Linked DNA regions of Zea mays: all the other regions are linked to region 1. A link is a contact called in public Hi-C data. All regions are on one chromosome and are shown on one strand. Each heading gives the region's core, a stretch centred on a gene start, on an enhancer-like site or on the middle of the called end of the contact. The rest is flanking DNA. Distances are from core to core; before and after follow the strand shown. Region 1 holds the start of LOC100274450. Region 2 holds the start of LOC103654416. Region 3 holds the start of LOC100283140.

Evidence for each region. A called contact is a pair of places that touch in the nucleus more often than the background predicts.
Region 2: a contact with region 1 is called in a Hi-C map of tassel, with 4 times the contacts expected there. The contact joins the promoter of LOC103654416 here to the promoter of LOC100274450 in region 1. A contact is called at or near these places in 3 of 25 Hi-C or Micro-C datasets (ear, endosperm and tassel).
Region 3: a contact with region 1 is called in a Hi-C map of endosperm, with 2.4 times the contacts expected there. The contact joins the promoter of LOC100283140 here to the promoter of LOC100274450 in region 1. A contact is called at or near these places in 2 of 25 Hi-C or Micro-C datasets (ear and endosperm).

The regions. Positions count from the first base shown.
Region 1 is chr4:199,898,653-199,901,316 of Zm-B73-REFERENCE-NAM-5.0, reverse strand. LOC100274450 reads right to left here and starts at 1,333. Exons shown (of 8, transcript NM_001148809.1): 1 at 1,074-1,333; 2 at 200-309. The coding sequence starts at 1,107.
Region 2 is chr4:199,687,736-199,690,399 of Zm-B73-REFERENCE-NAM-5.0, reverse strand. LOC103654416 reads left to right here and starts at 1,345. Exons shown (of 2, transcript XM_008681250.3): 1 at 1,345-2,664. It overlaps LOC100216604 (putative RING zinc finger domain superfamily protein), which reads right to left. Exons shown (of 6, transcript NM_001143017.1): 6 at 329-1,328. The coding sequence ends at 809.
Region 3 is chr4:199,728,895-199,731,558 of Zm-B73-REFERENCE-NAM-5.0, reverse strand. LOC100283140 reads right to left here and starts at 1,297. Exons shown (of 6, transcript NM_001156042.3): 1 at 1,136-1,297; 2 at 1-16.

The sequences.
Region 1 (2,664 bases), core at 84-2,583:
ATAACAAGGGTAAACTTTGAAGCAACCTGCAAAGGGTCCATTAAATGAAAGGTAATGCAGATTCTGATAAAGCTAGAGTGCAAGCATGTAAAACTACAATAATGCATTGATAGTGACTCAGTGAACAACATGATCCTGTAAAAGTAATTAGGAAGATCATTATGTACTACAGATTTTATATAGCCATAGAGGGGCATACATTGAGCAAACTTTGCATAGAACCAAAATCAAAAGGATTTGAAAAGCCTGCTGGAGGAAGCCCTTGACGTTCGTCGGAAGACCCTTCGGATTTTGGAGTTTTCTTCTCATCTGCAAAATAAAACGATGCAGACAAAAACACATGTCATGTGGTAATTAACTATGACACCAAAGCAAAATGAAAGCCATTGAAAGAAACTGAACAACAGTTTGGTGCGTTCATAAATAATCCGTAGTTGAGTCAACATGATACCATTGAACTTCTTTAACCTTATTAGAATGGAAGGACACTACCTATATGTTTCAAAAAGATAAGGCAGACCAAAGTAATCCAGTCAAATGCACCAGAAATCTGGTCAAACACACCAGATTCGACACCTGTAAACACTAGAATTCCCCCAGAAACCTAACACATTAGGAATTTAACAGACAAATTGAGTTGAAGAGGCCACTTATATTTCCTACTCCGGCCCACCAGTGGGCAGCCAAACGAATTAGCAAATTCTCATCGATCAATTGCAGAAGCTACAAAACTAATGCCATTGACATCCCTTGCGTGCAGAGGTGGACTTAAGTAGGGCGTGAGGGTACAACTGATCCTCCGATTTTCGGCAGACAGACTGCTAGCGGCAGCAGTAATTCACCTAACAAACACCCTAACACTAAGATCGAGCTCGCGCAAGGTCCGAACCATGGCATGGACAAGCAGATTGGAGTAGCACTGTACCAGACACAGCAAACAAAACCCCAACTGACTGGATGAACTGCAGCAGGTCGATCCACAGAGGAAGATGCGGGCTCGATTCTCCAAGCACAACAAAGATCGGAACAGAGTAGAATACAACACAAGCGAGCGAGAGAGAGCGCGCGCTCACCAGCAGATCCGGGCGGATCCCCACTCGACGCCATCCCGGTTGAGCGACGGGGTACGGCACACGCTACTAGCTGGGAAGAATTCGAGGCGACTTAGCTCTTGCTCCGGTGGAAGCTGGCCTGGAAGGGCGTGCTCCGCCTCGGCGAACGGAGAAAGGTTCGGCCTTGCCCCTCGGCGGCGCTGGTGGGCGGTGGCGTGCGGGAGGGAGTAGGGTCGTAGGGACTAGGGGACGGACGAAACGAAGGCACGAAGCGGTCGTCGGGACTCGGGAGGTGAGCTGGAACACGTAGGTGGGCCGGATCGGGGGCAACTCAGAACGGAGCAACGGGCCGAGGCGCATATGGCATGTTTGCCATATTGCGCCCATTTAGACTGTTTGGTTCAGATTTTTTTTACCGGCTTTTCCGATAATCTAGTTGTGAGAAGAATCTGGCTGTATAGAGAATCTGAGTATCATTAGGATTACGTACGAAGGAAGATAAAGTTATCCATGGAGCTCAGGATCTATAAAATGATGGATTACTACTATTGCGACGACTCAACCAATTATATGTTTATATTGATTTTGAATGATTTTTACTCAAACGAATTTTATAGAAGCTGGCTGAAAAGCTGAGTGTTTGGCAGTCCGCAACAGCTTTTGGTGGCCAGAAGCTGCGAAAAGCCGAAACAAACGGGGGCTTTATCTCGTCCTAATTACTGTCGCGGCTGCAATGCCTACGCCTACCGCCTCGCCTCGCCTAGGGATGGCAACGGGCACATTTTATCCGCGTGCCCGCAGGTAAAAACCCTATAGGGTGCGGGTTTGGGTGTGAGTTTATACCCGTGGGTACGGGTACGGGTTTGATTCTCAACCCGACGGGTTTTTTCTCGTGGGTATGAAAATGTTGTACCCGTGCCTGCAAACCCGCATACCCGCGCGTGTGTGTATATATATATGTATGTATGTATATGTATATATATATATATATATATATATATATATATATATATATATATATATATATATATGTGTGTGTGTATATGTGTATATATGTATGTATATATATGTATGTGTATGTATGTATGTATATATATGTATATATATATATATATATATATATGTATGTATGTATGTATATATGTATGTATATATATAATATGACAACTTGTGGGTATTGTGCCCGCGGGTGTACCCGCGGGTGCCATAAACCCGCGGGTAGTGGGTTTGGGTAACATACGCTACTCGTCGCGGGTAGCGGGTACGGGTTTAACATTAATCTCGCGGGTACGGGTTTGTAATCTCTATACCCGCGGGTTTTAAACCCGTTGCCATCCCTAGCCTCGCCTGCCTCTCTCTAAGGCACTAAGGCATAGTAAACGTGTGTTTAGGGTGTGTTTGGTTTAGCTTTTGGCTTTGACTTTTTCTCCCTATAAGCCAAAAGCCAAACCAAAGGGTTGGATCCAGAAAGCAGCTTTTTCTAAAAGCTGACTTTCTCGCAGTGCAAAACTGAAATCATCTCTTGACCTGTTTTTAGTGGCTTTTGGATGGAACTGTGAAAACATATATCGAAGAACTTTTAACGGCTTTTAGTGGTTTCCACATAACAGTT
Region 2 (2,664 bases), core at 96-2,595, 210 kb after region 1:
AGTAGTAATCCATCACTTCCTGAGCCACATGGACAACTTTATCTTCCTCCGCACGTAATCCTAATGATACTCAGATTCTCTACACGACCAGATTCTCCCCGCAGCTAGATTCTCGGAAAAGCTGATCAGAAAAAAGCTGAACCAAACAGGCCCTGCGAATACCAGCCAAACGTGTGATATCTACAAACTAACATCGGCCGTGTCTATGACATATGGGACCTGGTCAAATTAGCATGGATACAACTATATTTGTCTGGTATTTACTTCTAGTGACATATACATCCATCGGTTTCAAAAAAAACCCATTGCTACAATAGGGAGATAAATTGATCCATCACAATCGCTTGATGGCGCATCACGACCTTTAAATACAATCTCGGTAACCAACAAAAAAAATGTAAACGCCGCAGGTCTCCAACATTTGTGTTCACTAAATTTCACCTGTTCTAACAAATTTGCAGGCGACCTGCGGTCGCAAATCGATACAACTTTCATAGCAGCAAACGGCATTTTTTAGTCCCGGAGACCAGAGATGCAGTTCAGCTTCGGCTCACGTTTCCAAATCGTCCTCCTCAACGCAACACAACATCAGTTAGGACAGACAGTCTACAGCGCTCAATGAAACCAGAGTGCTGCTGGACCGGAGGGAAAAAGAAAAGCGCTGAAATACCAGCGGCATAAACATCACACAGGTCCCAACGCTGGAGACTGCAGTGCAGTCGATCTTCGCTCAATGTGCTCTCTCAGGCCCCGAACCGAATACTTCATTTTATACACAGCGATCGGACGTAGGAACAGCCTTGTCGAATCACAAGAACGGCGGCATCCTCTGTGACGGCGGCACAGCCTGATAGCTGTTCTCCGGGTGGCTTTGGCTCTGCGGCGGCATCCGCTCCCCAGCAGGCCTTCTGCTAAAGCCTCCATGCGCATGGTTCTGCACAGGGTTGAAGGTGCCCCACCAGTGAGACTCGCCTTCAGCGGGGATCCAGGGGAACGGAGCGAAGCCCTCCCGGCCCCATGCATTGTACGGCCGGTCAATGGGTCTAGAGATGCCCTCAGCGTCAGAGACGCTCCTGTTCATGGCGGCTCCAGGAGCGGAGAATCCATGGGGGCCTCCGATCTCACCTGAGGACGTCGCTGCGATGAACGATGTGATCGTCAAGGCTCTCGGCCTCACCCTTCTAGTGGTGGTAGGAGGGAACGGGCTGCCATGCACGGACGAGCGTTGGTACATGTGGCTGCCTCTTGCGGTCTCCGCCGCCGCCACCACAGCTGGAACCGACCCCAATGGTGGTGCCACCAAATTGCTCCCACTGCGAGGTGCTGGCCTGCAGTTTTTACACATCGTATAAGAGGGTAAGGGGAATTCGTGGTTTAACAAAGCGAAAAGAAAATCAGGCAAACATTTGTTCAAAGATTGAGGAAACGTAGTAGGTTAACAGAAAACTGCAAGGCCCTATGCTGTTCTTAGAGATCTTTTTTCTCGACAAACAAAGCAAGGGCACTAAAAGAATCCATTGGGAGTTGGAACTATAGAAAACATCCTGTAAAAAAACGAAGCAAAATTCTAATTTTAAGGTGCCTACAAGAAAAAGGAAAAGAGGTACTCGATGAATCTTGTATAATTCTTAACATATTCCTCTTATCGCCTAGTGCAACTATACTCTCTCGACGTATTGTCGTATTTTCTTGTGCATCGAAACCAGGGCTTTTCTTTTTTACTAGAGGATAAGCATGTGCCGCACGCACGCACAAGATATGGTTTTTGTGAGACGATAAGCTCTAGTACACAATTAATATATTGCTAAAACTTTATATTGTTGTTTATCATCTTAAATATATCAAATGGAAAAACTCAGGACTACAAAGTTGGAGGCAATAGTGGTAGCACGCAGAAAATAAAGGACAGGTTGGATCGGATCCTAGAGCACATGGATCGCCAGTACGTCCACTTGGGATCAATTGGCACCACGTATCAACAGATGACTGCAGCTCAACTCAGTAAACAAGGTGGGCTCCTGACATGCAGTGGGTGGCGGTGCAGCCGCTTGGTCTAACATCCAAGGAGACAGACAAGGTTGCTCATGGCTTATATGTCCCTCCGGTGAGGCCTTGGGTGGTTGTTGATGATATGCCTCTTTGGAACGATGAGGCAGCACGGCTTAATCAAGAGTTGTCGGTAGCACATACCACATCAGGGTGAGTAGGATGTGAAGGAATCAACTTGATCACTGTGCAGGTTGCCAAAAGCGAACTCACTGATGTTGATTACTCATGACCACATTTAGAGCTTGGAGTCATTGATGCAGGCCAAATGTTCGAGGAGATGCCTCTCAAGTAGAAACAACTCATAAAGAACATGTTATGCTAATGACAGCCACAATTCCTGGTATCGCTTCCTCGTACGCACTTGCTAAATGCATCAGAGTGGTCCTATGGGATGGCAGGTCATCTGAGTATCTGACATGGACCCAAACGATGGGTTACTGTGGCAATTAATTCACTATGGATTGCACTGGAGTGGTGAGAACAAATCAAGTTTCAAGCCTGTCATCATGGCTGTGCTCGCTCATGATAGCAGCAACTCATTCCCATTGGATGATGTCACAGATCTTGAGGATAATTTGCTTGATTAAAGACCTCTTGAAGCCAATGCGGCAGCTC
Region 3 (2,664 bases), core at 48-2,547, 170 kb after region 1:
TCAAGGAATACAGATACTGCAATAACAAAAAAAAAACACTGATGAGGCAATATCAAGAGCCAGTAGAAACAGTATCACTAATCAAAACAAAAACATGAGGAAGGATACTGAGTATCTAACTGAGATTGTCACAGAATTCTTGATCATTCATAGTACCTAACAATAAAAGTCATGTGAGGAAGGATACTGAGTATCTAACTGAGATTGTCACAGAATTCTTGATCATTCATAGTACCTAACAATAAAAGTCATGTGACGTGACCACATAAACATGTCACAAGATCCTTTGGGCAAAGGTCCAGAACATTGTAAATTTGTCCCAACAAAAACATATTAAGTTATAACATTTTTATTTGGCGAGACCTAAATTTCACATATAACTACATAAACCCCAAAATATGTACTAATATCATTTATCAGTTTGTGGCGATCTCCATACATGTGAACCAGGGAAACCATTGAATATTATGATCTGGTACTACTTACAATACAGGATAACAAAAAGGTTCAACAACAAGCCAACCATATATAACCATGACAGCAAATATACCTCGAGGACACTGTGTCACGAAACCAAACTAGATTACGAACATAAGCATACTACACCATATTCCAGTACCAGGTTAACAATTTCCACAATATTTTGAAGTCATCAGCTCAAAACGTTTCAGTACGCGTGAAATCACACTTACACCCGTGTAGCACCAGGACGAGCGCGACCTAGAGCCAGAAATCATAGGGCAGGTGTACACCTACATCAGATTTCCGGCACTTGCACGGCCAAATCGATAGAATCAAAGAACTCGCCTCCCTACATGATCCCTCTCCAAACGCTAGAGAACACGAAGATAAACGGGTAACGGAAAATCTCGAGTTTTACGCGGGACAATGCTAGCCAAATCGGGCGGATCTACGCACCCCGCGCGGTCGGGTTCTCAGGATCGGAACCGAGCGAGAAACTCCTACTGCACCAGCGACAAGCAGATCTAGCCGCCGCACATAACAGCGCCCGAGAAATTCAAACAAAAACCGGGGGAAATCGTCCGCAAGCGTCTCCCACAACAGTACGCCGAGATCAAACGTGGGGACGGGCTGGATCATAAAGGGAAACTGAAGGAGAAGTTCTAACCCTAACCTTTCGGGAATGCGAGGCGAGATGGTGCGCGGGCGCGGACCGCGGAGGACGCGGGTCGTCTCGATCACGATGTGAGTGGCGCGGGCGCGGAGACGAGGGTGGTGTGCACGGGGACGAGGAGTCAGGACGGGCAAACGCCAACGGGGTGCGGGGTGCCTATATAGAATTAGTGCTTGTTTGGTTGGTGAATAAATATGTCGTATTTTGTCTAAATTTAGTCATCTGAATTAAAAAAATAACATTAGATAGTTAGTTAAAGACTTAAAGTGTAGCAAATTAGACACTGAACCAAATATACCTTTAGCTTAAAGGATTCTGATGACAATGGGTTTGAAAGTAGAGGCCCCTTTTCGTGACGAGCAGATTCTCTACAATAATTTTTTGAACCTAGTTGTATCGTATTTTTTGTTTTTTTTACCCTTTTGCGAAAAAATTTCACAATTACGTCATTTCTAGTTTGAATTCAGAAAATGGACCTTTACTTCAGCGTTACTATTATTAACGCCAGATTATGTCTCGACGTCAATATAAATAGCGTCGAGATCTTACTTTGGTATGTCAAGCTGGCGTCTACGTGACAGGAGGTCGGCGTTATGATCATTGGTGTCGACCTCCTTTCCCAAGAACGACCGCTCGTGCCTCATGCCCTTGTTGAGTGGGTGGCGTGTGGTGTGTGTCAGTGTGTGTATATATATACAATTAGGTGTCTGTTGGTAACTCATTCTCGATTGCTATACACAATAAAAAAATAAGGCAACACAATATTAAAAAGATAGACAACATTCGTCACGAGGAAGTCATCCCTTCGGGATGATTCCTTCGGAGACGAAGGTTATCTGTTAGGTAAATGAATCATGATTTACCAATATGAATAAATGAATATATATATATATGGAGTATATAAGAGTTTAAATATGATAGCTCAATTGAGATATATCAATAACATATTCCCCATTCTGTAAATTAACTTTATAATTGTACCGTCGGTTTTTTAGAGAGCATTACAATGAAGGTGTTATAGAGAGAATTACACAACGATTGCCCAATCCGCCAAAAGGTACTTTATGCGGGGCACTGTTTATCTATTTATACGGAATCTTACAGCTTCATATGAAATTACACTTATGCGCTTAAGAATTACATACAAGATTTACAAATGGTATAGGGATAACATTGTCTTTTGCCTTCAGTATTCGTGATAACACCTTCTCCTTGCACCACCTTCCCATTGTTATTATGACGAAGCTACCTTCGTTACTCTTCCGTCGTTCTACTACTGAAGGTGGTTTGATTCCAAATCTCCTGCAATGATTGACAAATATACTGATGACCAATGGTTCTTCCGTATTTTTGAGGACCTTTGGAAGATGAAGGCTCCCAACAGTAGCCCCTCGCAGTATTAGTTTTGTTTCTTTGTAACAAACTCAGACTGCGAAACGAACGAAGACCTTTTGTCGAAGGTCCAAAAAACACCTTTCTCTTTGCTATAATAGTGAAACCTTCTGAACCGTAGGGGCCACTTTGCAGTG